Linked DNA regions of Sus scrofa: region 2 is linked to region 1. Evidence: chromatin contacts called from public HiChIP or PLAC-seq data. All regions are on one chromosome and are shown on one strand. Each heading gives the region's core, a stretch centred on a gene start, on an enhancer-like site or on the middle of the called end of the contact. The rest is flanking DNA. Distances are from core to core; before and after follow the strand shown.

The links. HiChIP or PLAC-seq counts read pairs in DNA pulled down with a chosen protein or histone mark.
Region 2: a contact with region 1 is called in an H3K27ac HiChIP or PLAC-seq map of alveolar macrophages. The contact joins the promoter of TMEM260 here to the promoter of KTN1 in region 1. A contact is called at or near these places in 1 of 5 promoter capture datasets (liver) and 1 of 2 datasets of contacts at active chromatin or transcription factors (alveolar macrophages).

Annotation. Positions count from the first base shown.
Region 1 is chr1:184,877,944-184,885,026 of Sscrofa11.1, forward strand. It overlaps KTN1 (kinectin 1), which reads left to right and starts at 3,927. Exons shown (of 44, transcript NM_001258303.1): 1 at 3,927-3,999.
Region 2 is chr1:185,818,410-185,825,492 of Sscrofa11.1, forward strand. It overlaps TMEM260 (transmembrane protein 260), which reads left to right and starts at 3,088. Exons shown (of 14, transcript XM_013993447.2): 1 at 3,088-3,388. The coding sequence starts at 3,229. It overlaps LOC110262235 (a long non-coding RNA gene), which reads right to left and starts at 3,093. Exons shown (of 3, transcript XR_002347053.1): 1 at 2,758-3,093.

The DNA.
Region 1 (7,083 bases), core at 2,677-5,176:
CTCTTCCTCTTTATGTAATCTCAAGGCCTCTCCACATGGTTTTTCCAACAAGGTAGCTGGACTTTTATATATATATAAAATGATTCTTATTTTTTCCCATTATAGTTGGTTTACAGTATTCTGTCAGTTTTCTACTGTACAGCATGGTGACCCAGTTACACATACATGTATATGATACTGGAAAGATGATACCGGAATCCAGGTTCTTGTTCACGGTGGAATGAACTCCAAGAACACACAGGCAACAAGCAAGCAAAGTCTTTATTAAAGGAAAGCAGATAGCTCCCAGGGTTGCTGGGAGGTGGGAGGAGAGCCCCTTTCTCTATTGTCCTATAGGGGTTTTTATTCCTTAAAGTTGGAGCAGGGGGTACCAACGTGGGGTCCAGAAAGATGTGGTCTTCTCCCATTGGCCTTGCTCAGTTACCTATATCAGTCCTTGTCCCATAGGGTCCTAGGGGTGGAAATGTCTGGTAAATCTCATAGTTTCTTTGCCCTTTTCTTCCTGTAAACTGAGTCACAGGGGATTAGGGATTAATGTCCATCTGGGTGTGGGTACACTCCCTATAGTAAACAAGGCCTGTGGGGATGTTACTCCCTGGAGCCCTTAAACCACAAATCTTAATCAATGGCCATATCAAAGAATGCATCAAGCCCATGCTCCTACACTGACTACCTGAGTTAATATTCCGCCTCATATACATTCTTTTTTCTCATACTATCATGCTCCATCATAAGTGACTAGACATAGTTCCCAGTGCTACACAGCAGGATCTCACTACTAATCCATTCCAAAGGCAATAGTCTGCATCTATTAACCCCAAGTTACCAAGCCATCCCACTCCCTCTCCCTCCGCCTCGGCAACCACAAATCTATTCTCCAAGTCCATGATTTTCTTTTCTGTGGAAAGGTTCATTTGTGCCATATATTAGATTCCAGATATGTGATATCATGTGGTGTTTGTCTCTCTCTGACTTACTTCACTCAGTATGAGAGTCTCTAGTTCCATCCATGTTGCTGCAAATGGCATTGTTGCTCTTTTTTATGGCTGAGTAGTATTCCATTGTGTATATATATCACATCTTACTAATCCAGTCATCTGTCGATGGACGTTTGGGTTGTTTCCATGTGTTGGCTATTGTGAATAGTGCTGCAATGAACATGTGGGTCCATGGACTTCTTATATGGCAGTTCAGGGCTCTAAGATCAATAGTTCCAAGAGATAGGAAATGAACTTTTGATTGCCTTTCTCTTACAGTCTGGGCCCATACAACTTGGCACATTGTTATTTCTGTCATATCCTATTGGTCACATTAGTCACAAAGCCCTCCCAGATTCAAAGGAAGGGCGCAGATCTCACCTCTTCATGCAAAAGAGTAGGCAAATAATTTATGGCACCTTTAGTCTGTTATGAAAGCATTTAATGCCATATGCCTGAAGAGATTACATGTCAACGGGAACAATGCAGACCTTTGATAAGCACAGTTATGTGCCAGATACTTTGTTAGAATAACTGATTACTTCTCGATCTGCAGCTGCAGATGTTTCTGTGAACTTCCTCACTCTATTACTTCGGTGGAGAAGGTGAACCTGGAATTTTCCCTTTACTTTTAGTTCTGTTAATGCTTCCATTATACCTTCATCTCTGCCATCCCTGAAATGGTGGAGTAGGAGATGTAATCTGTTACTCATATATTACTCATATCTCTACATAACTCACCACTTCTGAGAAGTCTTCCCTAGTCAAAACAGGAATAGCCAGCTTTCTCTCTATCTGCTAGAGAGATATGCACTGGGTGTCTTTTTTCCCCTCAAAATTAAGAAAAAAGGATTATGACATGCTAAAAGTCAGAAGGCAATCTCCTGTAAATTGTACTTTGTTGGGGAGGATACTGTTTAGATAACAGTGTTATCCTTCATAGTTTTCAATAAAATTTAATTTCTTAGTTGTTACAACTAGAGATACCTCGGATGCTAGGAGTGCTAATTGTTTTTAGCAAGTTAGTTGCTGCTTCAGTAACTTGGTTGGTAAGCAGCAACCAAGATTAATTATATCTTAAGTTAATTATATCTGTTAATTATAGTTAATGATATCATATTATACTATACTTCAAAACTTAAGAGGGTAGGTCTTAATTTCTATTAGGGCTTATTCATAAGAGTTCTAGTAAACCTTTTTGTTTTGATGTGAATAAATATAAAGCTTAGAAGGAATGAAGCATCCAGTCACTTCCCTTTCAAAAAGTCAAAGTTAAATCACTTAGAAAAGTTGAAATAGCTGATACATTTATGTGTCTTTGTTTCAAACTATGTAACACAAAAATGAGTGATCCCTGACTATAAGAAGTGGTATATTTAAGGCAAACATGTCCCTAAGCTCCATATACAAAATACCTAAAAATTACGGTCTCTAAAATGACACTGAGGTTTTACTGAAATCTTAAAAAGGATAGATTTTTTTTCTAACCCAATACCTGCTTAGTACTAACCATAGGAAATTAGATGGTCGTTTGTAGGCTAGTCAAGAGTCCTTGAACTCCTTTATAGAAATGGTATATTTTCCTCTTTGTATTAAGAGACTAATGGCTTCGCTCTTCACCGAAGGTGGATCCTTTGGCACAGGCTCAGGAAACAGCTGATGGTTTAGGGATAGATTGCTTTGAGGGCATTGGAACCACTGAGGTGCTGAGTAACCCTACTAAGAAACAAAAAAGAGGGCGGCATTTCTGGAGTTAAAATAAGACAGAATGCGTCTCTGGAGAACATAGTGGCTGAAGACAGGCAGAATTCTCAACATCTCAGGCTACCACATACTGTACAGTTTTCATTTGTACTTCGGGGATGCTCTAGAAAGCTTTGACAAAAAAGTAATTAGAATACAAATGTATAGTATGTTTTTAGCCAGCCCATACAAAGGAAAATCCTGTGTAGGAGCTGCTTTGATATCCGTTATTTAAAAATTGTTCTTGTTCCCCTCTGTCAGTAGGTAGGGAGAGGTGTTAGTGATGAGTCCTAATTTTATGTATCTCTATCCATACACTAAAAGGGTTTGAATCATTTTTGAGCTCCCATAACGTTTGAGGAGAGCTTGTAATGTTTTGTATATGTTCTGGGCAATGCCTGGCATTCTGGGAGAGATTGTTAAGCAGTAAGTAATGATAATCAACACATCTCATTTGCCAGTGACCAGGAAGACAGCTGTCATTCTTGTAGCAAGAGCAAACTAATAAGCAGGGATTCTGGCCAACCTCTTCTTTCCGCTTCGGATTCTAGTTATTTGCCGGGGCTTAATGAATGGCCACCAGCTGGCAGACACAACAGCTACACAATATTTGCACACAATTATTTGGGTCGGTTTAAAATTTCTCTCTCTTTGACGCCAGTTTTGCCCAAAGGAGAATTCAGCAACTCTGGAGACAGAGGAACGGAAGATTCCGTTTTCTAGAGATTTGTGGGGAGGAATCTGGAATGGGCTAAGTGAAATCGAGTACTATTTGCTTAATGCTTAAAAAAAAAAAAAAAAAAAAAAAATCCAGTCTCGGGGCCCAGGTGGTGCTTCTGTAGGCGGGCATGCAAGACGAAACCAGCTTTTCGGGAAGGAGAGAGAGAGACTAGAGAGAGCAGGGCTCTCGCGCAGGAAGGGAATTCCACTGAGCCTCGAGACCCGGGGCTCCCACCCTCCACCGAGACGTTATCTCGGGAGGAAAGCCGCGGAATCCCGAGCCAGCGGGACGCTGGGACTTACCCAAGCTCACAGCAGAGCGCGCGGGGGTCGGGGCGGCGACTCCTGTCCCTTTAAGGGGCTGGTCTCCGGGCACCGCCGGCCCAGACGCCGGGACGTGCCGGGGCCGCCCCGCCCCGCCCCGAAGCCGCCCGTTTCCTGCCTGGCAGCGCGACGGCACCTGAGCGACTGCGGCGGCGGCGGGGACTCGGAGCGCGCGGCCCGGGCCGTACTGCCGGCGCCGCCGCGTCTTCCCGGTCTCCTTTCCCGGCCGCTCAGGGTAAGAGAGAAAAGGCCCCGCTGGGCCCAGGCTCGGGCCGCGGGGACCGTGAGGGGGAGGGGGCGCCGGTCGCGGGGTCCCAGGCAGACTGGAGGGCCGCGCCTGCCGGGGGGCGCGGCCGCGGGGCCGGGACACCGTCCGCTGTCGCCCGCCGGGTAGGCCGCGGGCGCCGGGTGACCGCCGCCGGGCTTCTGCCTGGGCCGGGCCGCCCTGGCGGGCGGGCTCTGAGGGGCCTCTCGGCCTCGCCGGGCCGCCCCGGGCTCGACCCCGGTTCAGCCGCGGCGGCTGCTCCTGGCAGGTCTCCTGAGGGCGAGGTCGGCCGGAGAGGGCCCTGGGGTGACCGAGGCTCCTATTTTTAGCCAGGTGTGAGGGCCCCCAGCCGGGAAGGCGGATTACGGTCTCCACCGCCGGTGGACTGAGGGAGCGCGTCCCCGCCGGCGTCCCTGGGCCGGAGCTGGGCCACGCTTACGCCATGCTGGAATTCCAGCCCTCGCCGCTCTCGAGGGTCAGGGGGAACCGGCGCTCGCTTCTTCCCAGTGCTCTCACCCACCGCCCCGCGCTCTTCCGGGGTCCTGGAGAGGGGCCGTTGGGGATGGGAAGCAGCATGAGAGGAGAGTTTGGAAAAATGTGGGGACCGCCCTGGAGACGGGGGAAGTTATCCATCCTCTCCCTGAGGGGTGTGTCTTCCTTACTGTTTACCCCTCCCCCCTTTAGTTTCCAACAATGAGATTTTTGGCGTTGGGCACCTCGGCAGAACACCAAACTGGTAGCCGAGAGAAGTCGTACGGTGTGGGAGGTGCAGCCGCAGACGTTGGTTGTGAAGGAGCATGTGTGTACCAGATACCCGCAGCCCCAGACGCGGGAGCGGCATCCTAACCTGGGCCAGCTGCACCCTGATGTGGTTCAGGAGCGGGCTGTTGAATTTTAGCTGTTCCTTCTGGGAGCAAACAGGACTCTGAATTCATGCTTGGGCCTATACCAGTAAAGGATTCCCAAGCGGGTATCTGAATAAGCGCTGCTTAAAAAGCTACAGTTGAAGTTCGCTATTTAAAGTAGTGGGTTTTTTGAGGTGCTTTGTGGAAAACCTTGAGAAATGTGGACACCCATAGCCTGCTAAAGGTAGACACTTTAGGGTGAACTATGCACTCTGAATTGTGTAGGAACTGACTTAAAGTTTGAATTCTTGCTTAAGTTGCACTTCTCCCTATCTCACCCAGCAGCCACATGGCATCACTCTCTCCAATTTGGCTGAAATCCCGCTGATGAGACTGGTATGATTGTCCCAAGAATAACACTGGAGCACTTTTGAGTGGATCTGTGTTTTGGGTAGACATGCCTTGCTATAGACGTTCATATTTAATTTGTTGTCTCATAAGCAAGCCCCCCCCCACCCCGGGTCAGGTATCTAACAAGAAGTAACTGGGTTTATTATTTGTAGGTTCTAAGAAAAATTCATTAATTCACCCGTCTTTCCCTCCCCCCAACACTGAGTTAGAAAAATGTCACATCTTATTTTGCAGCATTAGCAGTGTAACTGCCTCTGTGAGGTGCACTTAGAGAATGAGGTGTTCTGTTTACCTTTCTTGAGATTTGTACTGAAACTTAAGATACAACAAAAGCCTAATGAAAATTTTTCTTAAAAATATTAAGCACTTTAAAATTATAAAGGATATTGAGTATTATTTACCCTTTCTTGATGACTCAGGGTCAGTATTATGAATGATTAATTAAAATCATTAATTTATGATTTTGTTTCTAGTTTAGTTTTTTCTATATCCTCCACAAACATTAGTTAGTAGTCTCTTGTACTTGATGCAATTATTTTCTTGGATCTCTTACCCTAAGCCTCCTTCTAATTTATAGGCTTTAATCTGCTTTTAGGAGGGAGAACATTTTAATAATTCGATGTTAAATGACTGTGTGGTTTTTATAAAGGGCCTGAGAAGTGAAAGCTTTTTTTGAGTCTTAACTTCTAAAGGACCTGTGTTAAGAGTATTACTGTTGTTAAATTCTTAACTTGAATTTTACTTGAAATGTATGGAAGATGTATTTTTAATTGGATGCTTATTATAATTTTTTATAGCAAAGGAAGCTTTAATCTAAAAGATCTCACAATACTTTGTAAAAAATTTAAATTGTAGTAAACGTAGTGGACCAGGTCTCTTAGGAATGTGACCTAATGTGTAATAAGGAAATGCAGAGAGAGACCATGCTTTATAAGAACATTCAAATATATGGGGGTAACATAAGCTGCTTTTTCTGTGTACTGTTTATGTTTTCAGTTATTTTGAAGGTAAATCCAGAGTATACCCAGAGACTAGAAGCACGTATCTATTTCTTTAGTTACTATTTACTCTTTTCATAAATAAAATTGAGTTTTGTTGTTCCCTTTATTCATTTTTTTTGAACATGACTTTGGATATTCTTATCTTAAAAATGTTTTATGTACAAAGCACAGGAAAAACACTGATTTAGGAAAGAATATAAGCCTTTTTTCTATAAGCAAAATTAAACAGAAAGGGAAAAACCTTGAATATCATGACTAAGGATTTTGACTTAACTTCTGTATGTGAGCTCTAGAAAGAGAAAAGTAATGATGTTTTATAACTGTTTGCTTGTCAGACTGTTGAATTGGTGTTAAATGTCTCAGTCTTTGAGAGAGATGGCAGTGTAAACCATTTAGGCTTTTTAAATTAATTTAATTATTAAATAGTATAGGTTTTTAAATTGGTTTTATGTTAAAAAGATAAAATAGGCAAAATGTATACTTTTAGTCCTGAAAGTAGTTTTAGTAATGTCTCCAATAGGAATCTAGTATTCCTAGGAAATGTGTAAGAAATATTCAACTCCTTTTTAAAAAGTTATGATTTGGTATTTTACCTATCACCTTAATGACTATAGGCTGATTAAGAACTTTTAACTTTAAGTCTAGTTTCAGCAAAGTGCTTGTACACTAAGTGGAACTTAAATGAATTGTTTACACTTCTTTCCAGGACATTGTTTTTTTGGGTTTCTCTTCTCACTAATTGCTCTCCTCATTCTGTCTTTATGATTCGTTCTCATTCTTGAAGTGCTCAATCCTTG
Region 2 (7,083 bases), core at 1,838-4,337, 940 kb after region 1:
GCCCAGGATCATACGATGGTTCTATTTTTAGTTTTTTTAAAGAAACTACCAGGTTTGAAATGCTGCTTAGATATTAAAATGGAGAAATCACATTGTTTGTTTAAAAAAGGCTATAGCTTAAAGGACAGGTTAGTGGTGTATTGTTTTCAGATTTATCAGCCTAGTTACTATTTAAAATTTTGATAAGATCATCTTGGGAAAGAAGGTAGAAAGAGAGAGAACAGTCTACGGCCTGGTGCACTCGAATCTGTGGAGAACTGACAGAAGCAAGCCAGAGCAGAGGCCAGGGCTAAAAGGAAAGCCAAAGGGCTGAGGGCTGTCACCGAATCCTGGAGGAGAGGGCACTTGAGGAAGGATGGAAGAGTCAGCCAGCTTCCTCAGAGGTTGCCAGATACACACACACACACACACACACACACACACACACACGGAACTGGCCATTCTTCATCCTCAAAGGAGATTAGCCATGAAGTCAACAAAGCTTAAATTTCACAGCCTGAATCATATGGGTACCAAAGGGGAGGTGGGGAGGGGTAAATTGGGAGTCTGGGATTAACAGATACTCACCATGTATAAAATAGATAAACAACAAGACCAGCTGTAGACACAGGGAACTAGATTCAGTATCTTGTGATAACCTATGGTGGGAAAGAATCTGGAAAAGAATAGCTATGTATAACTGAACCACTTTGCTGTACACTTGAAACTAACACAATGTTGTAAATCAACTATACTTCAATTAAAAAAATTTCTTTTTCCACAGCTTGTCTCCAGCACAGGCTCCTTCCGATACCTGTATCTAATTCTCTATCTGCAGTTTTGTATTCTTTTGCTTAAAGAATTCTCCAAATGGTATAAACTCAACCCCATAAACCAGGATGTGGGCCTCCTCACCGTCCTTCTCTCTCTTTGACAATCTGACCACACATACTTAACTGACATCATTTCTTCCTTAGCGCCCTGTGACACATCCTTCTCTTGAACTGTTGTCTGCTTTTCTGCCATTCCCTAAAGGAAGATGTGGGCTAACACATGACCTCAACCTTCTTCTCACTACGTTATGCCTCCGTGAACTTCTTCATTCACCTCATCTGTGACAACTCCCAAATTCAAACAAACTTCTAGTGCTGATCTCTGCCTCTTGACTATGGACAGATAATTTTGCTCTTTTGAAAGTAATTTGCCATGATAAACATTTTATCTTTTACAAAGCTCATGAGCAAAAGATGAAATGTAAAAAGGGAAAGTTAAGCACATGCTTGGCTCAGCCAGTATTAATCACTGGCATACTCTTTCAGAAAAGAAATAGGAGGCAGGCTGTCTTAGAAATCTATTGCTGAGTAACAAATTACCCCAAATTTAGTGGACTGAAACAGCAACACTTACTATCTCACAGTTTCTGTTGGACTGCAATCTGGGTGAGACTTAGCTGGGTCCTCTACCTCAGGGTCTCTCTTAGGCTATAATCAAGGTCTTGGTGGGAGTCTGTTATCACCTCAAGGGTCACTAACAGAGCATCTACACCCTGCCTCCCTCATGAGGTATTAGCGGGATTCAGTTCCTTGCTAGTTGTTGGCTGGCTGTCGGCTGGAGGTGATGTTCGGTTCCTTGCTACTCTTTATGGAGTGGGCGTTTCCACCAAGCATCCCACACCATGATGGGTAGCTTCATCAGAGTGAACAAGCAGAGGACAAGAGAGGTGGTGCCCATCAGGGGGAGAGTTAGCAAGATGGAAGCCTGTGGTTTATAACCTAATCTCCAAAGGGACAACTGTTACTTTCACCTTATTCTATGGATAGAAGTGAGTCACTAGATTCAGCCCACTCCCCCCCGACCCCACCCCCCATACGGGGAGAGGATCACATAAGGGAGTCAGTACCAGGAGTAGGGGATTATTGGGAGCCATTTTAGAAGCTGCCTACCTGCCCCCCAGGGACCCACGATATAGCCGAGGAAGCATTATGTAAATACCTAAGATGCTGGCATAACGTCTGCCAATCTATGCAGATGTGTATTAGTTACTCTACATTTGCGATTCTGTGTTCCTGTCAGATTGCTTGTAACATGTCCTAGATTGTCAATGATCTTCACTGTATTTTGAGATGCATTCCAGGGAGGCTGCTCTCCTCCCCTCCCCCTCCAGAATAATCCATATAATAATGTACAATCTGAGCTTAAAGATCTTACTAAAGATCTTACCAAGAATGTGCTATGAGGTGGTCTCAAGAGTTCCCATTCCTTTTTTTTTTTTTTTTTTTTTTTTTACTATTTTATGGCCGCTCCGGCGGCATGTGGAGGTTCCCAAACTAGGGGTCTAAGCGGAGTCACAGCTGCTGGTCTATGCCACAGCCACAGCAAAGCCGGATCCTTAACCCACTGAGCAAGACCAGGGATCGAACCTGAAACCTCATGGTTCCTAGTCGGATTCATTAACCACTGCGCCATGATGGGAACTCCCCATTCCTTTTTTGTGTTGCAGCTAACTGGAAAATGCAGTGTCTTGGTTTCATTCCCAGTGTGTGGTCAAAGCTCCACCAAATACACCTCTTCAGTAAAGGAGTTCTTTTTACCATGACATGAATTATTTGTATCACTACAGAAACTCAAGTTTCACATCTCCCTAGTTCTCCTCATGCTACTAAAAAAACCCAAAAAATAAAAACCAACCTAGCTTATTTTAACCTTTGAAAATAACTCAGCGATTGAACAATTAGCATACAGGTTTATAATTACTCGTAGTAAACATATGAGGCTTACACTGCGCACACGGATCCTCAGGCTCACAGTCTGGGGCCCTTAGTGTAGTTCCACCCCACACCGCTGGGGGCAGTCGCGGCCCTTTCGCACGCCCGCTTTGCAACCCCCCTCCCGTCTCTGTCAGCTCCGACCAAGTCACCGGGAAGGGAGGAGGCCATAGAGACGACGACCCTGGGCGAGGCTTGGTTTCCTAAAGGAAGGGTGTCTCCTGTGATGCGCTACTGGGAAGCAAGTTATACTTCTGTAAACCCCGATGCGCCGTGCGCCGCCAGAAGGCTGCCCAGGCCTAGTCCCGCGAGGCTGGGCGGTTTTTGCCCCCCGCGCCGGCGCAGAAAGGTGCGTCCCGCCCACCCGGACCGACCCGGAAGCCGCCGCAGCCGCCGCGCAACGCGCTGGGCTCTCGCCTAGGGGCACAGTGAAGCTCCTAGTCCTGGGGTACCACGCGTCCTCCTTTCTCGGTTCCTCTGACGCATGGGTCTCCATGGAGACGGCGGGGGCCTGGCCGAGGGGCCGGCAGCCCGAGTGGGGCCACGGCGCTCCAGGGGCCTCCGTGGCGGCGTCGCCGTGTTCGCCGCTGTGGCCGCGGTGTTCACCCTCACGCTGCCCCCTTCGGTGCCGGGGGGCGACTCGGGTAAAGTACTCTCTGGGTCGTCCCTCCTGCTCGTCGCTGGTCCGCACTGTCCTCACTAGGTCCGCACCCCTTCATCCACTTGCCCGGGCCCCTGCAGGGCTTTAAGTCCCAGAACCAACTTCTGTTTCCATTCCTGTAACTTTCTTGTAATCCTGGTCTCTAGTTCTCAGGCTTTCAAGCCGGGTATTGTTGGTTTTGCCTGATGGGTACTTTACCAACCTCTCCGTTTCTCTAGATCATTTTTCCTGGACCTGAGTTTTTGTTTTCCATTTCTTTTTAGCCCGCAAATATTACTTGTTGGGTCCTTATCGTGTAACAGATAAAAGGAATAACAGGAGTGGTGAACAGTGTCATGGAGAGTGGCAATATACAAACTGCTGAATAAACCACTACATAGTGAGTAGTGAGAAGTTAATGGAGACAGAAGGAAATGTGGTTGACAGTGGGCTAGGTAATGGCTTCACCAAAATGGCTAGTCGGGAAAGGCCTCTGAGGAGGTGGTATTTTAGTTGAAACCTGATGTTGAAAGGGGACCAAACTTGCAGAATATTTGCTGGAGAATGCTTAAAGGAATGGAAGCCAGTTTCGGCTTAATGCAAGCTGCTCCTATTAAACAGAAAAGCTTGAGTCATCGGCCATTTAAATCATGTGAAAAATAGTTATGTATTTGGGATGAGAGACAAGACGTGGGTTTTGTTTTGCTGCCAAATTCAGTGGCCATCCAATAATGCCTAATAATGATGAGTAGTTTTGTCATAATGGTGCCGTAACTTTGGGTAGTAATCCGAGAAAAACTGAGTGCATTAGTTGCTGAATTACAAGATACTCCAAAATTTAGTGGCTTAAAACAGCAAAAGTTTGTTAGCTCACATTTTCTGTGGATCAGGAATGTGGGTGCAGTTTGAGTGGGTTCCCTAACTCAGGAGGGGAGGTTGCTGACCTCTCAAGGTTCTATTTGGTGGGGATTAGCTTCTAAGCTCCATCCAGTTCTTTGCCACATAGGTTTCTCTGTAAGCTGACCTCTGTCAAGAGAAAGAAGGCAGCTCTGTCTGACAACTCTGATGTTTTGTAACCTAATCTTGGTAGTGACATACCACTGCCTGGTTTTATTCCTGAAAGCGAGTCAGTATGTCCAGCCCAGCCTAGGGAGGGAGAGGATTACACAGTGAGAAGCCTAGGAATTGGGCAGCCGTCAGAGGCAGTCTTTAAGGCTGCCTACCACATTGAGAATCCTTGATGTTCCTTTTATGGGTCATTAACTTTATTCTTTCTTTCAGGTCCTATAGACCAGATAGGAGCAATGTTTCATTAGTATAGTGGGGAATGAAGTTATGATGTTTCCAAGGTTTATATTAAATAATAGAAATAACTTTATCATTGTGAGAGTTTTGGCATCGGAGAGCACTACTCAGAATGGGTAGTTCTGTACATGTCAAAAAAAAAATGTTGACAGTTATTTGTCATGGTTGTTTGAGCCTGAAGGTCAGGATTGGGATGAATAGTAAAAATAACACTTACTGAGCACTTACTCTGTGCCAGGCACTGTTCCAAGTGCTTCACGTGAATTATCATTTTAATCCTCCCAGCTGCTACCCTGTGAGGTAGCTATCAATTTCATTATGTTATAGATGACTAAACTAATGTTAAACTGTGTCCACAATCACACAGCTGCAAAGTAGGAACAGTTAAGGAAAGAACCCAAGTATATTGACTTTAGAACATGCTCTTTTAACCAATTTAGACTCTAATTTTTTTTTCTTAAATCTGCCCTCACATATTTAGTGATAGTCTATTTGAAATGTATGATGTTGGAGTTCCCGCCTTGCCAAAATTACTTTTTCACCACTTGATGTACATAGTTGATTTATGATGGTGCAGAGGTTAATGAATCTGACTAGGAACCACTAGGTTGCGGGTTCGGTTCCTGGCCTTGCTAAGTGGGTTAAGGATCCAGCATTGCCATGAGCTACGGTGTAGGTGGCAGACGCGGCTTGGATCCCGAGTAGCTGTGGCTCTGGCATAGGCCAGTGGCTACAGTTCCAATTCGACCCCTAGCCTGGAAACCTCCATGTGCCGCGGGAGCGGCCCTAGAAAAGGCAAAAAAAGACAAAAGAAAAAAGAAAAAGAAAGAAATGTGTGATGTTACCTTGTTTTTATTAATAGTCTTATTTTTTCCCCAAAGAATAAAGTTAATAATTCACTTAGAGTTATCATACTTTTTGGGTGTTCTAAGTTTAGTTTGATTCTGAATAGTGGTTGCTTCTAATATTTTTATGTTCGTTTTGGGGAATGAAGTGTTTTCTAAGAGTTATCAGTAAAATTTGTATAATCACATCTTTGATAATTTTGTTTATATGTTGAATGTACTGTTCTCTTTGAATTTTGTGTTTCTGAAATAAATTTTTTTTAACCAATAAACAGAAGACAATCAAAACCAACATAAAGCATGTATTCTTCTTGCTGATAAGTCTTCAGTTATACTCCATGAATCCACATTGTGTGGCCTTGCCAAAATTACTTTTTCACCACTTGATGTACATAGTTGATTTATGGGCAGGAGCACTACTGGTCCTTTAGAATAAAGGGTGGGAATTTAGCCTTCACTTCTCTTTGTTATGCTTGGGAACTATAGCTTATATGTATGTTTATCTATACTTAAGATACTGTCATTAACACTTGATACATGACAATTTAACTGTATAATTAATGTAAAAAGTATAACATAGAGGGAGCTGGGTTTTGTAAAGGTGAAGCATTTGCTAACACCTCAGCTTGCCACACATTTGTGTCCCAGACAAAAAAAGCCCTGTAGTTCTCAAACTTGAGTGTACTTGATATTGCCTGGGGGACTTGGGCCACAATGTCAGAGGGTCTAGAGTAGGTAGGTTTGGGTTATGGTCAAGGAATCTTTATTTTTAAAAGGCATCTCAGGAATCCTAATGCAGGTAGGACTTAAATTTGCAAAAACCATAGTGTAAAGAATTGGGGAAAGCAAGGACCTAGGAGGCTCTCCCAATTTTTTTTTTTTTAACTATTTCTCTTTTTTATCATGCTCAGTTTTAAAAGTAGGGTTTCCCTTTAGCTTTCTATCAGGGATGCATTCATAGACTTTGAATAGTAGCATCTTTTCTGTTTAGATTTTAGTTGAACATTTAACAAGAGTTGGTGCTGGAAGTTTATCACATTCCAGATTCGTCTTTCTACCAAGAGAACTCCAACAAAGAATAACAGCATATTGACTTTTCAATGGTAAAAAGAAGTTTCAGAAAATAGGCTGTTTTTCTTAAGGTTAAATACAATTCTAAATACATTTTAAATGAAGGAGAATGAATAGTGACCTTGAAAATTTAAACTTAACTGTGTTTCATTGCACCTACAGAAATATAAGAACAAAAAACTGATTAAAACCACTTAGCACTAGAGACCTAAGAGCAAACCCATTCTAGGGCAGAGCTATACAGTTTTGGTAACAGTAGCTACAAAGAGAACCGTTATTTTAAACATTTTAAAACCATAATTTATATAAGATACAAAAAGTGCCTTAGCTTATAAGATGCTCTTGAATATCTCCAGAAAACTTCAAAGATGTCCGTAAGTAAATGATGTAAGTGAGCAGTATCTGTCTTTGGTGCCCCTGTGGGGCTTCGTGAAGCGAGCAGTCATGCAATCTGAGATGTGGGGTGTCTGAGTAGCAA